Linked DNA regions of Columba livia: region 2 is linked to region 1. Evidence: chromatin contacts called from public Hi-C data. All regions are on one chromosome and are shown on one strand. The core of a region is the stretch at or near the end of the contact, and the rest is flanking DNA. Distances in the headings are between cores, read along the strand shown. Region 1 overlaps DNAAF8 (dynein axonemal assembly factor 8). Region 2 holds the start of SBK1 (SH3 domain binding kinase 1).

Region 1 (6,630 bases), core at 2,659-5,158:
AAAATGTAAGATTTCTAGCTATCAGAGCAGCACAGTTCTGTAACAACCATCCAGTTGGGGTGGAAGCTTATGAAAGGGAATACATTATGTGATCGACTGTGAGAGAATTAACTGAAGTCAGTGACTTGAAAGGTCCCTCCAGGCCTAGCATCTGAATATTTCCCTATAAAGCAACAGTTTTATAAAGCACTACTCAGAATGTCTGGAGATTTGTGGGTGGAAAACGTTAGAGAAGGAAAAGCTCTTTCTATATAACTGGAGTTCAGATAGATTGTCAATGTCCTGGCATAGATCCATACTCCCAGGATACAAACCACAAAATGCAAATATCCTCTGCAATATTACCAGTGTTGCAGGCTACACGTTCAAGGAATCATCTCTTACTGCTCTTAGAGCATTCAGCCCTGTTTGAACTTCATAATTCTAGGTACTGTAAAGCAAGAGCCCTTAATGCAGTAGTTTACAATCCTAAAATTGCACTAGTCAACAGCATACGGGTTGTGCAGTATCCTTTATGTACCTCCCTGTCAAATCTTCCTTGTTTACATCATTGATGCCATTACAGAGGACACAAATGCTCCCAAAGTTGGCAACATTTTGCTCAAAGTACAAGACAATTAATGGGCAGTGAACCAATGATGCTTAATTCCTTATGAATTTTTGAAATGCATCCTTCCCTCCTTGGGGCAACAGCCCAGGCCCCCTCCAGCGATACCCTTTGTTCTCCATAGGCCACTCTCTCCAGCGATACTTCCCATCTTCCCCCCACACTCTGGGTTATCTCCCATCCCACCCACCCACTCTACACACTGCAACATCCTGGTTCCTGTCCTGCTGGCGGATGAGCTGGGACTGATTCGGCACACAGAGGATGCCAACTAGCTGGTGTGCCAGCTGGCAAGAGCCTCTCCGAATGCAAAACAGCCAAGTTTACCTGCTTTCCTCAGTGAGAGGAACTTTTGATCACCTCTCTCCAGCCAGACATGAATGTGTTGAGATGTTACAGGAGACTTGGTGTCCTGGAGTCTTTTATCCCTCTGTGATATCTGGTTGCAGTTGGCCAATGGGTTATGAAGTTATCAGGAGGGGACTCACAGCAGATAGAAGACAGATGGGTTCTTGGGGATAATTACAAAATAACCAAGCTAAAAGTACAAAATGACCAAGCAGCGAAGAGATCAAAGGAAATCCGTTCTGATGGAAGACAGATCTAGAGCTGTTCTGGGAATAAACCTTTTTAAAATATTTCTAGGAGAATATTTCATAGCTTGAGACATACTCAGCCACCAAGAAAACAATGAAAGCTTTCTAGGGAATAGTGGTCTCTACTGCCTGCCAAGGCTAGGTCTGTACTGACAATGGAAGAGGTAACAGGACTTAATATATTTGTTTTTCCGTTGTCATATCTAAGACTTCAGACATTTCTTTTACAAAAACCTACCATAAAATCCATTCTGGACTGTGCTGATGCCATACTGAGCCCTCCAGAGGAATGGATCTAGTGCTTGGGCTAGTTTAGGATCCTCTGGCCCCAGTAAATCTATCAGCTTCTTCACAGCGTTTGGTCTCTGAAGACACAGCACAAGAGCAGTGCCTGAGGTAAGGTAGGTGCAATGGGCTTCTAAAACAGCAGGATCCTGAAAAGAAATAACAGAGAGGCAACAGGTCATAATGAGCAGTGTTGGTGAGTGCAGGGTTCATCCCAGCTTTCCTTCGGTTAGACCCATCCCAGTTTGAAGCAAACAGATCTGCCACTACCCTGCTTTTTCTCCTCTTTGCAATATATGTGCAAATCATCATTCAGCCCCCTGTAGGTTTTAATTCTATTTTTGAACCTTTCTAAAAGCACCAGAGTGTGGCAATTCTCTAGATAAAACATTTCCGAAAAAACATCCCACCGTGCCACTTAAAAATACAGAGATAAAATACTTCAAGGCCTCTTTCACTTTTCTATCATACAAAACCATTCACTGACTTTGACCCAAATAATCTCTCACTTGCATCCCTTCTAAACTGTATTTCTAAGAAGTAAGCTATAAACTCAAAACCATTGGCTCAATCCTTATATTCTCTCCTGCATTTAAAAATGAAAAATTATCCATGAGAAAGCCCCCCTGTTCTTAAATTGGTCAGTTATGTAAGGGATGCGATCCATGTAGTGATGTTTGTCAAGCCTCCCACCCTATGGAAACCCAGAGCAAAGGAACTCCTGGGATTTCAATCCCATCGCGTGACTGCACATGCAAAACATACAGGAAAGTTTCACAGGCTCTCCTGGGAGAACACAGCTCTGTTTAGATGAGGATGAAGAGTTTCAGCATGTCATTATATACTGCAAAATTCTGACATTTATTCTGGTCTATATAATACAAAATTAAACCTTTTCTGCATAAAAAATATGCTTAAAAATATGCTTAAAAAATATGTATATAGTCCACTTTTCTAAGGGCCTTCTCCGAAAACAGTGATCATGACTTAATGAAAACTTTCAAAAGGACTGGATAGAACATACCAAGATTCATCCATGGCAGAAACATATGCAAAAGAAAATGTTCAGAGACATGTTTTCTGTTATACAAACCATAATGAATTAAATGTTTTTCTTCCAGAGCTTCTAAACAGTGCTTTTAGATCCACATAACAAGCCCCTTTTGCCTCAATTTTCTTTCAGTTATTCCCCAGAAAAGGTGCAGACGTTGGGTTAAAGACAATGTTGTTTCTAATTGCTACTGGTGGTGTCAGGGAGTCAAGGTGACTTCTTTCCTTCTGATACATCCTCACATCTGCTCTAGACTCTGCCAGCCAAATGATGCCTTTATTTACATCCTGCCTCTGCACCGTCTTCAAACCGTGTCCTCACTGACACCCAGCAGCTGTGGTGAGATTGCATGAGTGCAGCTGACTTGAATTCAGTGAGTAATTCTGGTGATGCAGACGGAGAGGAAGCTCCAGCTGTGTGCTGGCTCGGGAGGACTAACGGGATTAAAAAGCAGCAAAATTGTCCTTCTGCCTCTCCATTTAGAATCACAAGATAGGACTGGAGGGAATCCGTCAAGTTATTGAGTCCAGCGACCTGCTACTGCAGGCAATCGTATCAGGTAATCCTCAACAGAATGATCAGGTCCTGCTATAAAATCAAGCTTTATAGCTAGTGTCCAAACCCACAGATCTCTGCAGGACTGGATCTGCTGGGTAAGCACAGAAAGGAGATACATCCTCCCCAGGCAGAGCTCCCTCGGGAGCCATCGCTTCTCACCATCTGAACACAATCAGGTCACGCTAGGAGCTGAGCAGACAATGTCAGCACTATTTACCTGACCTTTATTTTTAAAAAATTATTATTAAACTTCAGATAAAAAGTATTATCATGGCTCCTGTGACTGGGTAACCTCAGCAGACCAATCCATTATTTATTGTATGCCAAAAGCTACTTAGAAGCTGAATGTTAGTTTAAGTTGAAAAAGTAATCATGCATCCGAAATCATGTTGCTGAGGATTTCTGTCAGCCTGCATGTAAATAATACATTTGAAAGAGGAATAAAATGCTAGGTAGTCTTGCTACCAGAGAATAAAACCCAATTCTGCTACCAAGTACTATGTACACAAAACAAACTGGCACATTGCAGAACACGTAGGTGTTTTCTAGAGATTTTTGGAGATTGATTTTGGACCAGGCTCTGTGTAAGGAGAGAAAAAGCCCTAGGCAGAATTCCTAGAAGGGTCAGACACGCTGGCTTCATGTTCTTCAACAGAAAATGCTAAATTTCAGCAATTTGTCCCCATATTAAGACTCCCATTTTAAAAACAGCACTGTATCCCACTGCACCCTACACTGAGAAACAGATCAACAATGAACATCAATTCAAATGCTTTACATGAAATTCAGCTGTAAAAGAGTTCTGCCCCCACCAGCTGCCATTGTAATGCTTACAAGCCAGATTTTCAAAATAACCCAGTCCCTGAAGCATGCTGAGGCTTTTTGAAAATCTACCTACTTGTGTTGGGAGCTCAGCCTTTTTCAGCCCTCATGAGTGAAAGGCATTTAGATGTGTTCTAAAAATGAAAAGGAGGCCCTGTACTGCAGAAAGCATTTCCTACTGTCCATTCCCCCTTGCCAGGGGCAGACTATTATCTCTGCTTTCTCACTTTCAAAACCTGCATTTTTTTCTGCGAACAAAACCCCGATAGTTTGTAATTTTTAAACTCCTTAGTCACCAGCTCTTCAAGGAAACTAAATCAACGCTCAACAGCAGCTCTAGTGTGTTAGAGAACTCCAAAAACAAGAGAAAATTTTTATGAAACAACCTCTCTTCAGATTTACCCCACACATATCTACATTACTTCCCGAGGTAGACATCTGGATTTTTTAAAATGTTTTCTGTTTCAGATGATCAACTAAGCATTTTTGTAGCTAGTTGTATGATTAAAAGCCATATTGGAAAGCATTTCCCCATCAACTCTAACAGCCACTATATCAGTCTTACCAGTGGTCTGTAAATATTTAAAAATCAACTGCTTGTGCTCCATTGCTTTGCTAACGTGCAGAAAGTATTAATTGTTCCCGACTGACAGTTATGTTAGAGCACTCTCCTGACACGTTCCCATCTTCTTCTGGAAGCCTCTATTAGAAATTTCTATATGAAAGAGTGCTATAAACCCTCCTGACCTAACTCAAGAGCAATATCAATTGTAAAGGCTTGTTTTCTGTCAAAGTTAATTGGTTAAATGTCTTCATGAAAGTAGTCAAATAACAAGGTTGGGTAGGGTTTTTTCTGTGTGTTTTTGTTTGCTTGGTTGTTGTTGTGGGTTTGTTGTTGTTGTTGTTTGGGGATCTTTGTATTGTTTAAGGGGACAAACATAATTAAACTCCTCTAAAATGCTCAGCTTTCAGTTTCCTGGCTTTCTCAGTATCTTTACATTAATCTCAGAATATTTTAGTTTGGGGAAAAAAAATCTAATGCTATAAAAGAGCAGAAACATAAATCTAGTTTTAGATAACAAAAACCTTTAACACCTCAAGATTTAAGAACCCTCTTTATTGCCTATTAGACATAAGAAATGACACTAACTCAATTTTTTCTCTTTGCAGGTCATTTTTATAGACTCTTGAACACAGGCCTCCTGGAACAGAGATTCAGCTGTATATATAATGTAATACAAGGTAACAGGGCTCCAGAGGTATAGATCCTCTGGCAGTGCAATGAATGTTTCCCTGCTCCCAGGTTCAAACACATGGCAGGAGAAGCAGACACACGTGCAGGGGCTGTGTTGTGCTCCTCAGATGTGTCCTACCTGGAATGACCTTGGGGAAGACGGAGACAACACCTGTTTTGCAGCTAAAGAGTCAGCATTGCAAATTAGCGACAACACAAATTCCTGGGAGGTCTGTATTGCCTGTATCTTCCAAACTTTTGTTTTAGAGAAACCAGGTCTGCTTCTTTATGGCATGCGATAAAAGAAGCTGTCAGCATGTCAGCTTGCTTTGTGTCTGCTGCCAGTACAGATCTGATTGTGCTATATAGTTCACTTCAACAACTCACAAATCCCGGATGGGAAATATTGTTTTTTTCAGGAATGGATTTTTCACTTGCTAACATACTTCCCCACTCTGACCCCAAGCCAGTTTCTGCCAGTTTCTTAACAAACCTGTTTTACTTCAGAAGAAAGGAGTCCTAAGGCAACGTCTGGTTCCAGGTTTATGTGTTTCATCCCAACGACTCTGAATTTTTCTAGGTCAAGTTTTCGGAGGATCCTTGCAAGACTGTGGCTCCAGGCACCAGGTTTGATCAGCAGCACTGTGCAAAGAATCTGGGCGCCTGTAACAAAGCACACCAGTGAAACCCAGAGCTCTCCTAAAAATGGAGGTAAAACATACAGCGATATTTGTTTACTAGCCTGGACAGACATCTGTAGAAGAGGGTTATCCAAAAGCTGGCATGAAGTTCACAAAAACTTGAACAAGTCCATTAAAAATATCTGTGTATATATGATTTTATTTTGTTTTGACTTGTTTAATTTTTAGTTGAAAAAGATATCTAAAGCTGCCTAGGCTTGTAGTTTTTTTTTTTCAGGAAGTCTGCTCTGAGTCCAAAAAGTTTAGTGGCAGGTCTGTAGGATAAGACTGAACCCTTTATATTATAGATTAATGTTTTAAGAGGGATAAAATATTTCCTTTTACATTTTTCATGTGAACTGTAGTGATTATGTGATATAATCCTTGAGGCAGTTATTAAATTCTTATTACTCACAGTTTATCTCCCTGTGTTCTGTATCTCTCTGTTAGAGCTACATTTCACAGAGGCACTAACAAGTATGACAGGTCCCAATTAATGTTCTAAACCTATTACAAATAGAACGCGTTTACTAAAACTGAAATTTCAGCAAAAACTTTTTGTTACTGACAAAGCTCTCTCAGCAGAGCTGCCAGCCAGGTGCAGCACTCGCTGTGCTATGAGCAACAGAAAACAAGAGACCAATATAGTTTTGCTGTCTAATGATACAAAATGTACTAAAAGGCAGAAAATACCTAAATTTCATTTTTAAATGACAGCATTTTCAAGTTATTAGTTTCACTAACCTAAGTACCTTATTACTAGGAATATAGTTACTATTTTATCCTAATAATATCCT
Region 2 (6,630 bases), core at 2,196-4,695, 44 kb before region 1:
GCCTCTGCTCCACACCCCTTGGGATCTATCTAGGGCTATTTGGGCTCTCAGGTGCTGGGTTTTTTGCTGATTATATTACAGGGAATGGCTTCCCAATTCCCACTGAAGGGCAGCTGCTTTAGGCTGGGACAAAGCAAGCCCTTGGAGCCAGGGTCTGAGACATGACAGGAGGTCCCTAAAGAGGCAGACATGGGGGGAGTGCAGGCAAGACCATGCTTCAGACAGGTCTTGCAGGTCTGGTGTTTCATGTGCATTTGAAAGGGGGGCCTGGAAATTCATCCTGGTGTCCAAATCGCCCTTTCCAGCAGCCTCAGACCTGAGGAGCAGGGTGTGAGAGGGGCAGCAAGGGTAGCTCATCCTCTCTGATTCTGCTTCTGTTACAGGCAAAGGAGAAAGTACTTTGGGGCTGTTGCTTTTTTTAAACCTACACAAAGTTCAGAGTCTGTCCCTGACTTCTTAGACATCAAAGACCCACCAGGCAAAGCGACAAAATGTCCCAACATGCCATTCTGCACCTCTCCCTGTTCCGAGGCTCCCACGATTTTGAGAGGGGCCAGCAGAGATGCAGGGGGCAGTGGAGGAGAACAGCACAGCTCAGGCTCCCATGAGCAAGGTCCCCACCTTGAGCTCATGTGGGGCACCCACCAGGAGCCGCATGGATTTGTGACTGTCTGCTCGGTCCCACCAGGAGGCAGCTAATGGGTTTTTATGGAGCTGGGTACAGCGAGATGGGAACAAGGTCCCATCAGCCAGGCACCACGGTGGACCAGCAAGGTCTCCCCTTCTTCCAGGAAGCGTGAGGTGGAGGGAGCTGTGAAGCCAGAAGCCATTAGGGGCTCCCCGGGGCTGGGCACACTCTTTCCTTCTGTGGGAGAGCAGCCCTTCTTCTCTGGATTTCTGCTCCTCTACACTTGGCCCATTAGCTGAGGCATTAAATTTTAACATTTTTTGTTGCTCTTTGCAGTGTGTTCTTGGTGAGTGGGTGCCTGGGTGGGTGCCAGGTCCATGGTGCTGTACCCAGGGGGCCTGGGGGGCCATGGGAGTCTGGCTGTGGCAGGGGTACCCGCCTGCACCCCACGGGCTGGAGAGGGGCTCCTCTGGTGCCAGAAACCTGCGGAATGCTGATGCTCAGGGACCAGCACGGCAGCAGCATCCCTGCAAACACACTGCACAGCCCCATTGTCTTGGGCAGATGTCCCCACCAGCTCCCCGCATAGGCAGGGGGTGACAAGACGGTGCCGCTCCCACATCAGCCCAGCCCGCAAGGCCAGCCAGGTGAGCATGCGAGGAAGAGCCCCCTGCTCTGAATCACGAAGCTCCTGCTGCTCCAGGCCTGGGGCAACATGCTCTCACCCATCATGGCTGTGCACACACGTGTTCCCTGCGCTCAGCCATGTGTGGGCATGTACACCAAGCACACCCATGCACATGCATACACGCTGAGCAGAGCCATGCACATGTGCACTTGTACATCAACTCCAGCCAGGCCCGTGTAAACACACCCATAACCATGGCCAGAGAGCACAGCCAGCCAGGCATCCTCCCCACACACCCCCGGGATGCATCCACCCTGTCCCAGCCAGCCAAGGCACTGGAGGCTGGTCCACTGGGGGCAGGTCTGAGGACCTGGCTGTAGGGCAGGGGTCTCTGCTGCGCCCTGGGCCTCATCCTGGATTGGGTCCAGTGTGGGCGGCTGAGCCCCACCAGAGTTACAAAGCGCAGGGACCTCGCAGCCTCACAGGTAGAACTATGTAGCCCAGCACATGTCTAGATCATGTAAAAAGGTGATGGAAATAAGTTTGGGATAAACCACCCTCAAGGTTGGGTCCCCTGTCAGCTGTGCAGTGAAGACAGGACCCTCGAGCAGTATGGCTGGGAGTTTTCTGGCCAAGAGAAATTAAAAAGCCATCGATTTTTGCCATTAGAGGGGGTGTGGCTGGAGCAGATGCACTGCAAGCAGAGCCACACACTGAATAATTCACAACGAGAAATGACAAAGCCTGTGGCCAGCCTGGGGAAGCCTTTCTGTGTCCTCCTGCTGCCACCTCCCAAGGACATGGCCTTTGCTTTTGTCCCAGGGTGCTGGGTGCTGCCTGGGGCGAGGGACTGTCACCACTCTTGGTCTCAGGGACCTGGGGACCCCCTGCTGGTCCCTGACCTGTTCCCAGCAGATATGGAACAGTGAGACTGCAGAGCTGCTTGGTGAGGGCATGTGGCCACATGGGTGAGGGGGGTCTCCTGACCCAGCACGCTGTCCCTGGGGTGGCCCAGCTCATTCCCTGGGGAGCAGCCAGAGATCACTGGCACAGTTGCCCTGGCTTGACCCGATGGCACAGAGCCACCCCTTGTGGGGCAGGGCCACCTCTTGTGGGACAAAACCACTTATTGGGGGGCAAAAACACCTACTGTGGGGAAGAGACACCACTTGTGGGGCAGGGATACCCCTCACAGAGCACCATGATGCTCCTGCCATGCCCAGGCAGGACTGTAACGCTGAGCCCTGCCATGCTGTGCCTTGCCATGCCCCACCATGCCTGGCCATGTAGTGGGGAGCAGACCCCTGAAATGGCTCCCAGACCAACTTCTCCATCACCGTTGTGGCTCAGGGCACCCACAGGCACCCAGGCTGAGACAAATCCCCTCCCCAGTTGTGCCATGTGCCCTATGCCAAGGGCTGGAGGGGACAGAGCTGGGGGAAGGAGGAGGTCAGGGCACTGGGGGACAGAGCATGGGTCTCTTGGTGACACTCGGTGCACTGAGAAGACAGGCTGAGTTTGCCAGGTCTCAGCTGTGGTGCTGGCGAGCCCCGAGGCAGCAGCCTGGAGCCGGGAGAGGGCGGCTGGAGCCTGGGCAGGGCTGGTAGTGGCAGCCAAGGAGTTAACTTCCCAGCCTTGCCGCATGAATCTGGAGCTATTAATACTCACACACTGGTTTAGCTGTCAGAGAGAGCGGCTGCTCTGCCGGTGAGACAAGCCCCGCGGAGCCGCAGCTCGCCAACGACACAACTTTCCTCCGTGAGTGTGCGGGGCTCCCAGCCTGCCCGCCTGCCTGCCAGACCCTGCTGGATCCTGCCAGACCCTGCTGCATCCTGCCAGACCCTGCCTGCACGGTCCTGTGCAGGGGACACTTTCCCCAGCAGTGCTGTGGGCGCTGTCCTCTGTGCCCACCACCAGCCGGTGCCACATGGGCGCTGTGTGCCAGAGAAGGGCAGCTGCTTCCCCCGGCCTCTGAAACAGCACAGCGCTCATCTTGCCCTGCCGGACTCCTCAGCCTGGACAATGCCATCCCAGGTCCCTGCCCACAACCCCTGAGGACTGGTGCCAACTGGGCTGCATGATGGATGCCGGGATGGCATTGGGCATCGCTGGCCCCGGAGTGAGGGCGACGTGGGACATGGCACAGCCCAGTGCTGCCTCTGCATGCAGTGAGTGGCCGACCTCAATGCTCAGCCCAGCCGTGTGAAGGGCTCCCTGACACCATGGCCCTGAGTGGGCAAGTGTGAGCCTCCCGCTGCCGGCCGCACTGGCAAGGGGGAGGAAGATGCCAACACCACTTTGGCACTGCCTGGCCTCCAGTCCCCCTCGCTCGGGCACGGCGGCTGCTGGAGTTGAGCGATGGATTCCTTCTGCTTTGTCTGCTTCCAGAAAGAGGAGCTGCAGCCCCTGCACCTGCACAGGTCAGTGCCGCGGTGCCCGGCTGGGCGGCATGCCGCTGGTGGAGATGCTGCAAACCTGTGATAGGCATGGGAGAATGACACTGAGCTGGGCTGGGGGACAATGCCTGGCATGAGAGCTGCCTGCCTTGGCTGTGCCAAAGTTTCCCTTGGAGCAGGTGCATCCTCTCCCGGCCAGAGGAGACCATGGCCTGGCGCTGTGCTGTGCCGAGAGAGGCTGTGTGCACAGCACGTGCTTCCCTGGCAGAAGCTCTCCAGGGCACGGGGCGGGTGTCCTGTGCTGTGCTGTGCCATGTCGAGTGGTGCTGGTGTGCCCATGGGAGCAGGGCCGCTGAAGCAGCACCTGAATCCACACTGTCCCAGAGCTAACGTGCTCCCCTGAATGGGATCCCTGGCCAGACTCAGCTCCCAGGGCCTTGCTGCTGCCACTGGGGTAGGGGCTGTCTGGAGGGTCAGGGGGCCAGGGCAGTGGGGAGGTCCTCAAGAAGAGCCACAAGGCTCCCCAAGGCTTGGCCCTCTCGGCAGCAGCACCGGAACTCCCCTCTCTCCTCCCCGAAAGCTCCTCTCCCATCCACGGTGCTGAGCGGCAGCCAAGGCGAATGTGCCTGTGCCGGAATTAGCCCAGCAGCCGGCAGGGATGCGAGGTGTGAATGCCGGCACATGTTGTGCCCAACTGCTCCTCCGTGGCACCGAGCCACTGCCGGCTCCTGTCCCACGCTGCCATGCCCAGAGCAAAGCTCCCACCTGCTGTGGCTGGGAGCACCCCCAAGCACCAGGAGACCCCACAAGCACCGGCTACCCATGGTGAGGTCCAGGGGGGCAGTGATGCTGGGCTGGCGCCTGGGCAGGGCTATCATCTGAGCTGTGAGTGCGTGTCAGTCCAGGCAGTTGTCCTTCCAGCCGGTGTGCAAGAAGCTGTAAGATTTGTTTTGGTGTAAATCACGTTTTTTGGTGCTTTGATTCCCGTGACACATTGCCCATGAGCTTGGCGCTGGCTGGGAAGGCACTGGGTGATGTGGGGTGGGACTGGGGGACCAGGGGTAGGAGAGGGACCTCGAGTGTGGGTGCTGCTGGCTGGACAGGGACACGGAGAATCCCTGGGACTCCCCTCTAACAGCCTGACCTGTAGCTGCAGCTGAGTGGCTGCATCCAGCCTGTGCTGGGCACAGGTGGCACGAGTTTGGTGTTTTCAGCCAGGGAGTGGTGCACCCACAGTGGCAATGTGGTGGCTCAAGGTCCTGTGTGGTGGCCACAGGGACCATGCCTCCCTGTGCAGGGGGACAGCAAGGGATGGACACTTGTGGCTTGTCGCCAGAGACGTTTCCGCATCCTGCCCTGCTTCAACAAGGGCTGTGCTGGCTGGGGCTCTCTGTCCCTGAACAACCCTCCCAGTTGTCACCAGCCTGTCCCCACCAGACTTTCCCTGGGCCTGCCTCCAGGCCACAGGGACAGGACTGTCATTGCCTGCCATGGCCAGCACAACAGCTGCCGGGGGTGGGCTCCTCCCAGGCTGAAAGGGGGGTGTCTGCAGAGAGACCCACCAAGTGCTCCCCACTCCGTCACCGTCCCACCGCCCGTTCCTGGGCCTGTCACCCTGCAGCGGGGGGAGCACGTGGGCCCCCGTGGGTGGGTGCCGGCGGCAGCGTGCCTGTCCCCACAGCCTCGCTAGATGGTGCCAGGAGAACGAGCTGCTAGTGGAGGCGGCCGGCGGGCGTGCGGTGCTGGATGGTGCCAGGATGGCTGGGGTGCTGGAGCAGACCCCGTGGCTCCCCCCGTGCACTCAGGGTGCTGGAGCAGTCCACATGGCTCTCGCCATGCTCCCAGTTCAGTCCTGCTTCAGCCTCAGCTGGTGATGGAATGGGAAATGCTGCAAGCGGGAGCTGTGGGCAAAGCTGTGCTGCGGCCCCAGGCAGTGATTCAGCTGGTGTCTATGGCTTCAGACCCAGGTGGGGATGGGAGCGGGACAATGCCGTGGCCCCACTACACCCCCAAATTCCACCTCCCCCATGAAGAAACCTATTCTGCTTCTTTTCAGAAGAAACCCATTCAAAAGAAAACCATTCTGTTTCCTTTCAGTAGCTGAATAGTCATCATTATGCTCCAGAGTCAACCACATCCAAGCTCCTGGCAAGTGGCTGCAGGCAGATGGTTCCGCAGGTCCTGGCCCAGCCTATGCAGGGGCACCAGCACACAGGACACTGTGCCCTCAGCCTGGCTGGCTTGGGTCCATCCTGTGTCCCCCAGGCACATGGAACAGAGTCTGGGGGGCTGCAGTGGGGGAGTCAGCAAACCAATGGCTTCTGACAGCAGTCCAGTGCATCCCCACCACAAAGCTGAGCTGCAGATTGTGCCACATGGCGCCTGGGCTGTGTCTCCTCTCTGACCTTGGGAGGCACCACTGGGAATCTCATCCCGGCAGCCATGGCAGGGGATGGTGGCACATCGCTCGGGGCAACCACTGGGGTGAGGGCACTTAAGTCCCCACCCCAGCACTCTGGGAACCAGGTCCCACCATCCCTATTTCCCCTTAAAATCCCCCTGGCTGGGTGGTGTCCCCAGGGACTGAAGGGACACCTGGCCCCCCATCAACACGGGTCATGCATCACGGGCTGGTGATGCAGAGGGATGCCGGGCAGGCAGCCCTGGCCACGGGGGATGGACAGTGGGCATCGAAGGTTGTGCCAGTGCCTGCTCTGTGTAGTGAGGCTGGCCCAACCACAGGGGCTGCGCAGGAAGTTTGGAGGGGCTTGGTGGATGTTGCGGGGGAGAAAACATCCAAAAGCAGCTGGGAGACACCATGAGCAGCTCCCCAGGCTGAGCATGTCCCCTCCGCTGGCACTGCGGCTCCCGGCGTGCTACGCTCCCGCGTTGCCCTCCCTCCTTCCCTCCCCGCCTGCTCCTTCCCAGCATCCCTGCCAGCATCTTAAGGCTGATTTTAGCTCATGTCACCAGAGTGT

The links. A called contact is a pair of places that touch in the nucleus more often than the background predicts.
Region 2: a contact with region 1 is called in a Hi-C map of liver, with 1.7 times the contacts expected there. The contact joins the promoter of SBK1 here to the enhancer-like site in region 1. A contact is called at or near these places in 2 of 2 Hi-C or Micro-C datasets (crop and liver).

What each region holds. Positions count from the first base shown.
Region 1 is chr15:7,830,164-7,836,793 of bColLiv1.pat.W.v2, reverse strand. DNAAF8 (dynein axonemal assembly factor 8) reads right to left here. Exons shown (of 31, transcript XM_065030896.1): 24 at 5,647-5,816; 25 at 1,442-1,637. Among named protein-coding and RNA genes, the nearest start is that of SBK1, 44 kb to the left of the region's middle. Within about 2 kb of position 3,908, at least 1 of the 3 cell types and tissues checked has an H3K27ac peak away from gene starts, as active enhancers do.
Region 2 is chr15:7,874,133-7,880,762 of bColLiv1.pat.W.v2, reverse strand. SBK1 (SH3 domain binding kinase 1) reads left to right here and starts at 3,445. Exons shown (of 4, transcript XM_021291956.2): 1 at 3,445-3,676. The coding sequence starts at 3,615.